Linked DNA regions of Macaca mulatta: region 2 is linked to region 1. Evidence: chromatin contacts called from public Hi-C data. All regions are on one chromosome and are shown on one strand. The core of a region is the stretch at or near the end of the contact, and the rest is flanking DNA. Distances in the headings are between cores, read along the strand shown. Region 1 holds the start of AK3 (adenylate kinase 3). Region 2 holds the start of CDC37L1 (cell division cycle 37 like 1, HSP90 cochaperone).

The links. Hi-C and Micro-C count contacts between places; a contact is called where the count stands out from the background.
Region 2: a contact with region 1 is called in a Hi-C map of liver, with 4 times the contacts expected there. The contact joins the promoter of CDC37L1 here to the promoter of AK3 in region 1. A contact is called at or near these places in 5 of 14 Hi-C or Micro-C datasets (CD4 T cells, cortical neurons, fetal cortex germinal zone and 1 more).

What each region holds. Positions count from the first base shown.
Region 1 is chr15:94,672,042-94,677,181 of T2T-MMU8v2.0, reverse strand. AK3 (adenylate kinase 3) reads right to left here and starts at 2,124. Exons shown (of 5, transcript NM_001266135.1): 1 at 1,935-2,124. The coding sequence starts at 2,085.
Region 2 is chr15:94,735,179-94,740,318 of T2T-MMU8v2.0, reverse strand. CDC37L1 (cell division cycle 37 like 1, HSP90 cochaperone) reads left to right here and starts at 2,670. Exons shown (of 7, transcript NM_001257827.1): 1 at 2,670-2,964. The coding sequence starts at 2,833. LOC144334706 (a long non-coding RNA gene) reads right to left here and starts at 2,589. Exons shown (of 2, transcript XR_013404856.1): 1 at 2,387-2,589.

The DNA.
Region 1 (5,140 bases), core at 875-3,374:
TAACCTGACCCCAACCAGTATCAGTATCTGGGATTGTTTAATGTTACCTAACTACTTCAATATGTTGCATTAACAACATTTAGCAAGCAAGTCAAACAACTTTTTTTTCTCTCTCTTTCTCTCTCTCTCTCTTTTAGATGGGGTCTTGCTCAGGCTGGAGTGCAGTGTTGCAATCTCGGCTCCCAGCAACCTCCGCCTCCCAGGTTCAAGTGATTCTCCCACCTCAGCCTCCCGAGTAGCTACGACCACAGGCGCCTGCCACCGCGCCCTGCTAATTGTTTTTGAATTTTTTATAGAGACGCAGTTTCATCATGTTGCCCAGGCTGGTCTAGAACTGCTGAGCTCAAGTGATCTGTCCACCTCAGCCTCCCAAAGTGCTGGGATTACAGGTGTGAACTGGTTACATAAATCATACTAGATTCTGAAAATACATACCTACAAAAACAGAATGAAACGGATGTGTCCGTTTTCATGTGAAATATATCCCAGACACGAAGTGAAACCACACTGATGCAGAGTATATATACATAGTATGATCACATATTACATACAAGAAAAGACACACCTTGGCCGGGAGCGGTGGCTCATGCCTGTAATCCCAATACTTTGGGAGGCCGAGGTGGGTGGATCACGAGGTCAGGAGATGGAGACCAGCCTGGCTAACACAGTGAAACCCTATCTCTACCAAAAATACAAAATTTAGCCCGGCGTGGTGGCATGCGCCTGTAGTCCCAGCTACCAGGGAGGCTGAGACAGGAGAATTGCTTGAACCCAGGAGGCAGAGGTTGCAGTGAGCCGAGAGCACGCCACTGCACTCCAGCCTGGGCGACAGAGCAAGACTCCGTCTCAAAAAACAAACAAACCAAAAAAAGAAAAAGAAAATAAGTGATACACGTATCTGTGCTTACAAAGTAAACCTTTCTAGAAGGAAACTCTGTTCCCCCCCCCGAAGAATGGGACTGAGGTAGGGAACGAAGGACGGCGTTGTTTTTTATGCTATACACGTCTATCCTGTTTCTTATCCTTACAAAAAAAAAAAAAAAAGAAAGAAAGAAAAGAAAAGAAAGAAAAAGGCCTTGTGTAGGCATTATTTCTATATAGTAAATGGGTTTCAAAATGAGTTTCAAAACAGGTTCTATTTTGAAAAGGTCAACATTTTTTGAGAAAAAAACTCCCGCTATTGGCTTTTCAAAAACAACCTTCTTAAGAGAGAATTTGCATACCACAAATTCACCCATTGTATAGTGTAGATTGTTAACTGGCTTTCGTGCTGAGCTGTAAGAATTCATTTGGCATGAGAAACAAAATATTTTATGTAACCACGCGTAAGAATAGCCTCCGTGTCTACGAAATCTAGGGATATCAAAATTTGAGATAATTTTATGACTGCAACAAGGGTAAATAATACTTGGCCTTCGGAATATGGGGGAAAGGTCAGAACTACAAGATCCCATAGAGCTTAACCACACCAAAAAAAAAAAAAAAAAAAAGGAAAACAAGAAAGAGAGGAGAAAAGAAGAGAAGAGAACAAAACAAGCAAACTCTAGCAGGGCTAATGCCAGTCTTCTAAATGCACCAGCACGTTGAATAAGCTGCAGCTCAGCTCGATGGACCCCCAAGAGTGGCTGCCACTGGGAAGACTAGTGCCTCTGAAACAAAGCCCGGTGGTTTCCTTTCATCTCTGAACTTCGAGCTTGACCTAACTTTCCAGTACCTTCCCCAGCCCCACTCTCCCATAACCCGCCCGAAGCGGCCCACGGAGGCCGGAGGTTTCGGGGCGCAGTCGCTCAGCAGCCCGAGGTCTCTGTCCCGGGCGACGGGAGGGAAATGCCGCGCCCGCAGCCTGGGACCCGCGTGCCCAGCTTCGGCCACCTCGCACGCAAAGTCCGACCCGGGTGACAGCGCACGGCCGGCCCTGGGCCCAGAGCTCCCACCTGTGCCCCGCAGCATGTTGTCCCGGAGCAGGTCCCCGCTGGAGAGGTGCTTCAGCTGGAAGTGTGTGGTGATGCGCGACGACACGGTGCCCTTGCCCGAGCCCGGGGCCCCCATGATCACCGCTCGCAGCAGCCGCGCGGACGCCCCCATGGCCGCAGACCCAGGCCCGCGCCGCGCGGCTACCAGGGCTTTGGCCTGGCCTGCGCTCTCACCCGCTTCGCAGCCCGCGCCGGCCAGCTGGCAGCGCCGCTATCAGGCGGTTACTGAGGTTCCCAGGCGTTCCCGGAAGTGCGCCGACAGCCACTGGGGCAGCCCAGACAGCGACCGACCCCGCGGCTGCTCCCGCCTCTCGGCGACCCCGGCGCACTCAGTCCCCGGCGCCTGGCCCCGCCCAGCCGCGCAAACCGCGCCGCCTCTGCGCTCGCTCTGCCGCCCAGCTGCCACCTGCGCCTCTCCGCGGCCCCTCTCCACCGGCCGCTGGGCCCAGTCCCTTCGGCGCCCCTCTGCACCAACCCCCACGCGCCCTCCACTCAGCTCAGATCTACCTCCGCGCCTCTCCGCGACTCCCGAACCCCGCGCCGTGTCTGGCCGAGTCCCAGCCGGATAGACCGAGCTCCCCTCTGTCCGACCTTGGCAACTCCTGCGCGCCCCCCGCCCCCGCCACCTCTAGTCGCCCTTCGGAGCCTCTTGGTTTCGGAATCCACCCGCACCCATCCCTCCAACAACCCTTTTGTAGTCTGGGCCCCTAGTCCATAGCAGGCGCTGCCCTACCCAGTCCCTGCGGGACACACCGCGCCCCCTGCCGTGCTCCCTTGACAACCCTTGTCCCCGCTCCACCTGGCGCCCACTCGAGTCCCCCCTCCCCTCTACTCCCTTGGACCGCCAGACCCCCCGCTTCTGCACCCACCCCCGCTTTTGTCCCTCCCTCCTTCCTCCTCTTCCCTTCCCTCCTTCCTCCTCTTCCCTTCCCTCCTTCCTCCTCTTCCCTTCCCTCCTTCCTCCTCTTCCCTTCCCTCCTTCCTCCTCTTCCCTTCCCTCCTTCCTCCTCTTCCCTTCCCTCCTTCCTCCTCTTCCCTTCCCTCCTTCCTCCTCTTCCCTTCCCTCCTTCCTCCTCTTCCTCTGCTGCCAAGGGCCCTCTCTTCCCACTCGTCTGTGTAGAACCAGAGGGAGTGACCTTGAGCCGAGAGGGCCTACCTCATTTTACAGGAGAGGAAATCCGAGTTTCATTGAGTGAGATTCTTTTATAAGTAACATAAAAGAGTATGTGAAACTGTGGAGGCAGGCTGTTGTAGATAGGCGGTCGGAAAAGCTTTGAAGAGATGGCATTTGTGCTGAGTACTTAATTAGAATGTGGAAGAGAAAGACATAGGCCCTTCCTATGTCCAGTTTTAGGGGAAGGCCCTAAACTGGAGGTTTGGCGTGTTTCAAGAATGGAAACAGAGGACAAACATTCGAGTGAGTATCATTTTGTCTGCAAACTGGGCATAGAGGATTAGAATGGAGGAGTTAATGTAGTACTTAGTGCAATGCCAGCTACAGGGTCAATGTTCAATAATGGTTGTCCATTTATTATCATTGCTTTGTGCTGTGACACTATGTGAAGGCAGAAAGAAGGCTCTATGAAAATAAACACAGTTACCATTCTCCTCAGAGGTCCAGAACTGATTTCAAAGAAGATAGAAATGACGTCAGGGCGAGACAGTGAGTGAATCTTAGCTGAGTGAATGGATGGGGGATTTCAATAGATAGACAGCCTGGTACTTAGAAAAGACATTAGCCTTTACTTTCTGATATGGAGAAAAAAGAAAGAAAATACATACCTTCTACATTTTTTTTTCTTTGAGACAGAGTTTTGCTCTTGTTGCCCAGGCTAGAGTGCAATCGGCTCACCGCAACCTCCACCTCCCGAGTTCAAGTGATTCTCCTGCCTCAACCTCCCAAGTAGCTGGGATTACAGGCACGTGCCACCGCACCTGGTTAATTTTATATTTTTAGTAGAGACGGGATTTCTTCACGTTAGTCAGGCTGGTCTGAAACTCCTGACCTGAGGTGATCCACCCGCCTTGGCCTTCCAAAGTGCTGGGATTACAGGTGTGAGCCACTGCGCCCTTCCTTGTTTTGTTTGTTGTTTGTTTGAGACAGGGTCTTGTTTTGTCGCCCAGGCTGGAGTGCTGTGAAGCGATCTCAGCTCACTGCAACCTCTACTTCCCAGGTTCAAGTGATTCTCATGCCTCAGCTTCCCAAGTAGCTGGGATTACAGGCACCCGCCACCACACCCAGCTAATTTTTGTATTTTTAGTAGAGATGGGGTTTCATCATGTTGGCCAGGCTGATCTCAAACTCCTGACCTCAAATGATCTGCCCGCCTTAACCTCTCCAAGTGCTGGGATTACAGGCTTGAGCCACCCCACTGTGCCCAGCCGAGCTCATACATACTCATTACTAAGCAAGAAATAATGAAAATAAATGAATTAAACATTGAATTAATGTAATTGGGAAAAGGACATCAAAATAACCCATGGAAAGCAGAGGAAGGGATGAAGTAAACACCACAAATGAAAGGATGAGAAAAACAACTAACTAAAGAATGAACGAGTCTGGACAAGTACAACTTATGCAATACTAGAAAATCTGAAGGTGTGGAGAAAGTACTTCTAATCTCAAAGCTGGAAACATAGGAGGTTCTGGCTCCAAAAGAAACCAGAAAGAAAATCCTGGGGAAATTTGGTTTAGAAAAAAAAGTGTTCAAACAAAAATAGCTGAGGAATCATCCTCTCATCGCAGGGGCGAAAAGCTGAGTGTCGTGGTCATATTAACAGGCCCACAAAACACCCATCAACTTTAGCTTTGCGAAAGGTTGTTGATTACAAATGAGTAACTGCCAGTCTGTGAAATCTCCTGGCAACTGTGCCTGGCATAGTCATTTCACCATTCACAGGCATTTGTATGGATCTGTTCCTCACTGCCTACCTTGTTCCAACGGAAAAACACTGAGGTCAAATTCATTCAAATTCTAATTTAATGATCAAGTGTTTATACAGATTAGTTTGAAGCAAATAAAGCCCAGATGAGTGCTTTGCACATAGTAGGCACTCAATAGGTCTTTGTTGATTAAATACTAAGAATTACTGTTTTGTCACTTTTGTTTGTTTGTTTTTGAGCTGGAGTCTCTCTCTGTCACCCAGGCTGGTGCAGTGGCGCAATC
Region 2 (5,140 bases), core at 1,421-3,920, 63 kb before region 1:
TTGAAAGAATCTGAATCTTTCTTTTTTTTTTTTTTTCTTTTTTTTGAGACACAGTCTCGCTCTGTCACCCAGGCTGGAGTGCAATGGTGCGATCTCAGCTTACTGCAAACTCCACCTCCCGGGTAGCTGGGATTACAGGCATGCACCACCATGCCTGGCTAATTTTTGTATTTTTAGTAGAGACAAGGTTTCGCCATGTTGGCCAGGCTAGTCTCGAACTCCTGGCCTCAAGTGATCCACCAGCCTTGGCCTCACAAAGTGCTGGGATTACAGGTGTAGGCCACCACGCCTGGCCTGAACCTGAATCTTTAATGACATCTTTGAACTGCTAAGCCTATCCTGGCATCATTGTTTTTGTTAAATAGCCAATAAATGTCCTTATAGTTTAGGTTTCTTTTAGCTGGGGTTTCAGTTATTTGCATTGAAAGCATATAATTGATATAGTAGGGGTGAGACACAATATATATTTTTTTAAATATCTCTCTGGGACGAGTATAAAGAGATTGTAAGGAGCAAGAATGGAACAGAAGCATGGAAGACTACTGCAGTAGTTCTGAGAAGCAATCATAGTGTTCTGGCCTAGGGAGTACGCAGTAAAGCAGGAGAGAACATAAATTCAAGACGTATTTGGGGGTAAAAACAGCAGGACTTGCTGTTGGTGTGAGACGTAAAGGAGAGGGAGGAACTAAGGCTGAACTCTAGGTTTTGGACTGGATGGTGATGCCATTGATTGACACAGAAAAGACAGAAGTTTGGGGAAGGGAGTGAGATCAAGGGTTTGGATGTGTTAAATTTAAGATGTGTATGAACCATTCAAAAAGAGATGACAAATCAGCGGGTAGACATGAGTCTGGAGCACAGGGGTAAGGTCAGGACTTGGATTTCAATTTGAGAATTATAGATACACAGATGTTATGTAAAGCCACAGAATTCTCCTCACTGGCCAAAATATGAGGAACTCTAAAGTTAGAGGTCAGCTAGAAGGGAAGAAGACTGAGGAGAAGTAGTAAAAGAGGTAGGAGAAAAACCAACAGCATTAGCGTTTATACAGGGCTTACTTTATGCCAGGCATATTCAAAGCACTTGGTGGCTTCATGGAAGCAAAGAGAAAAATGTTTTTCTTTTATTCTTCCCTTTCCAGTCTCTCCTGTTACTTTCACCCCTAAATTCAAAAGGTTTAGGTGCAAAAGTGATTCTCAGCTTTTATTTGTAATTAATTTTATAGTAATCTTGTACTGTTATAATTACTAATGTACATTCATTGGAAAAATTTCAAACAGCACAGTACAGGGAAGCTAAATGTGGAAAGTAAAGGTCCTCAGCAGCTTTTCTTCCTAGGCTCACCCACCCGAGGTAATCATTAACAGTTTCTTGTATATCCTCCAGGAATGTTCTGCACACACCCCCACATGCACGCAAATACCATCTCTCTCTCTTGCCCTCTCTCTGTATACGTACACATATGTTTAATTCTGCAAGTTGCTTTAAAACTCAATACCTTTTGGAGGTATTTATGTATCAGCATATTTAGATACAATTTACTTTTTTAAAAACGGGTAATATCCCATTGTATTAATATTCCGTAATTTAAGTTCCTCTATAGATGGACAATCAGAATACTTTTTTTTTTTCTTGCCACACACACACAAAAATTGCTGCCAAAAATCTTTGTAGATAAATCCTTGGATATTGGCGCAAAAATAATTGTTGCATACTTCCTTAGTGGTGAAATTGCTGAATCAATCCGCTCAAGCCTCTCATATTGTCAAATTACTCCTCCTAAAAGGTTACACTAATGACATTCTTACATCATTTGCTTACGTCTTGGTACACATTTGGTATTAAGCGACTTCATAAGTTTGCCAATCTAAATACATGGAAAAAAATGGCGTCATGTTGTTTTTATTTGGGTCTCTTTATGAGTAGGGCAGCAAGACCTGATTGTTAAACGTGCAAGTTCTGAAGTTAAACTCCCTGGGGCTGGATGCTACCTCTTCCTTGTAAAATGTGTGGTCTCAGGCTTGTTAGGTCTATTGCCTCGTCTCCAAAAAAGGGGATAAAGAGGGCACACATCTTTAGGCTTAAACAAGATACGTAGGAATACAGGAAGCCCTTCTTATACGTTCGCTACTAGCGGTACTGATCCTAATTTTTTTGAAGCCGTGCTCGCTCTGGTACTTTATTTTTGGTGTACTCCTCCAACCAACCAACCACAGAATTCTGTTGTTGCCTGTAATTAGAAATGAGAGGAAAACTGGCTCCGCTTGCTCAAAATTCTCCTCCCTCCGCCCCAACTCTGCCTTAGAATCACTGGTTTAAATGTCAACGTAAAGGAACGAGTTGCAATTTCCAAGGAACATGCAAAGTGGACACCTGGGCTGCGTACCTCCAGGCGGCCAGGACCCGCCGTTTTCGGTATAGGGAACACCAGATAGCAATACCTAACGCTACCTAACAAACATTTCTCCACCCACAGCGCCATTAGCCGTTAAGTTTGCAGTGCCGAAAAGCTCAAAGAGAATGGTGCTTAAAACAGGAATACAATTGTAGATCCACCCCCTACACGCAAAGAGCCCGGGACGCGCCTTCACAGCCCCGCCCCAACCGGAAGTGACGCACCGTGCCGACTATTTCTTCCGCCGTCCGCCGGTGGCGAGGCCCAGGCTATCGCGGGGTGTGCAGCGGCATCGCGGCCAGTAGAGGGATTCTGGGTAACGGCCCTGGCCCCCGGCTGGGCTTCTGGCTCGGCGCAGCAGGTTCCACTCACGCCAAGTCTGTTGGCAGTGGCAGTTGTAGGGCCGGGGGCGGTTGTAGGACCCGGAGCAGCCGGACATGGAGCAACCGTGGCCGCCTCCGGGACCCTGGAGCCTCCCTCGGGCCGAGGGTGAGGCTGAGGAAGAGAGTGACTTGGACGTGTTCCCCAGTTCTCCCCGCTGCCCGCAGCTGCCGGGCGGCGGCGCCCAGGTGAGAGGGGGCCTGCGTTCTGCCGAGGGATGGAGTGGTGCTGTCCCCAAACCCCTGGAATGCCGCGTCTCCCAGACCCTCTTCTAAGCCTTTTTCTGCGCCCACCTCACTGCCGGGGCCCGGGGATCTGATGCCTGATACCATCCCACCCCTTTTATAGCATTTTCGGATGGAGACGGGGTGGCCATGTATTACCAACCTCCACCTCCACGCACACCTTTTCTTTCACCTTGGCTGATTGCTGTTCACCCTTGGAAGACGTTCCTCCATCTCCCCTTCCTGACAGCACCCAGATTTGGGGCGGCTCATGGTGTAACATTGACCCTTTGTCCTCTTGTGAGAGGTTTTCCCGGAGCACTTTATTCTGTTAAAGGCTCTAGCATACTTGTGCACAGTTGATAGGAACAGTGAATGATTGTAGTTCAACGTCACACCGAGTCCTCACAAAGATTTCACATGCGATTTCAACCCATGTTGACAACTGAGTAAATTCTTCAAACCTCGCTTTTGACGCTGGCGTACACCTCTCCCATTCGCGTGACCATCTTTGCCTTACTGTTTAGTTTTGCTTCACGTCATTCTCCAGTGAAAATATATACGCATATACTTGCCTTTTCCTTCAGACTTCTCTTAGGTTCCTGGTATTTACTTGTGTTTTCAATCCAGCTTTCCTGCCTTCCTGCCATTGAAACGTATCCAAATGTGATATACTACTAAGGATTTTTCAGGGACCTATCTTAGGGGATACTTACATACTCGCATCACCTTTTCCTGTTTTTTTTCTCCTCCGAATCCCTGTGTGTTTTGGAAGTATATTTCAGGATCACAGTCTAAACACTAATATATTCAATGGATCATAGGTGTCTGTCGCCTCCTTGCAAAATGGGGTTCCCAAGAGTGTAACAGATTTAATAGTAGTTTTCCTCTCAACTTATTTTGCTAGATGTTAATGAGGATGAGTTAAATTGTTTGCCAGTAAGCGTGAGATTATCAGTCTTATGCCCAGCTAACAGAGTTAGTTGGCTTCACACAGAGAAAAATGCTGTTTCATAACCACTGTCTGTACTTTGGCCAGCTAGTCACTGGGGAACTATAAGACATTTTTTAGGAGGATAGAATGAGAGTTGATGGGTCCATCATTAGTCACCCACTAATTTTGGATCACCAGTGTCATCTTTATATACAAAATGTATTATAAGCATATGATGTGTTAGGGAGGAAAAAAAGAGTGAACAGCAGGTGCCATTGTCAATTTGGAAGGCATATGAAGAGGAAAAAGGGTGTCAAGAATTACAGTGCATTGTGGTTGAATTACAGAAGTAATCTAGAGAAATATCTGTATGTTAATTTCTTACTTGTGCACTTATAAATTTGTTTAACTGAAAGATTTTTAGAAGTGAGTAAGCTTATCTCTCTCATTAAAAGTGATTTCCCTGAGACCGTGTAACTAGTTAGTGGCCAGGTTAAAACTAGAACCCACTTATGACTCCTAGTCCAGTATATTTTCCCACCTACTGCACTGCCCACCCTGTGAAGTACTGTAAAACTTTGTCTGAAACTACCTTTAAATGGTATTAAAATTTGCAAAGTGGGTCGGGTGCAGTGGCTTACGCCTATAATCCCACGCTTTGGGAGGCTGAGGCAGGTGGATCACCTGAAGTCGGGAATTCGAGACCAGCCTGAACAACATGGAGAAACCCCGTCTCCACTAAAAATACAAAATTAACCGGGCGTGGTGGTGCATACAGAATCAGCTGGGTGTGGTGGTGGGTGTGTGTGATCCTGGCTACTCAGGAGGCTGAGGCAGGAGAATTGTTGGAGGCAGAGATTGCCGTGGCCTAGATCACACCATTGCACTCCAGCCTGGGCAACAAGAGCGAAACTCTTGTCTCAAAAAAAAAAAAAAAAAATTTGCAACGTGATTATTAATTCTAAGTTCATGTGTTTATTACAGACCTACTTATTGGTTTTGCTGGCTTTAAGACTTAAATTTTTGGATTGGAATGTTTGGAAAAAAATAAAATGTTTAATTAACATTTTATAATCCTAAAAAACAGCTTTGGCTTAATTTTATCAAATAAGGGGGATCTAGATTTCTTAATGTATTATGTGATATGTAATTCTTAGATCCAATTAATGTAAAGGCAGATCATGTTTAATGTCTTTCTAAAACTTC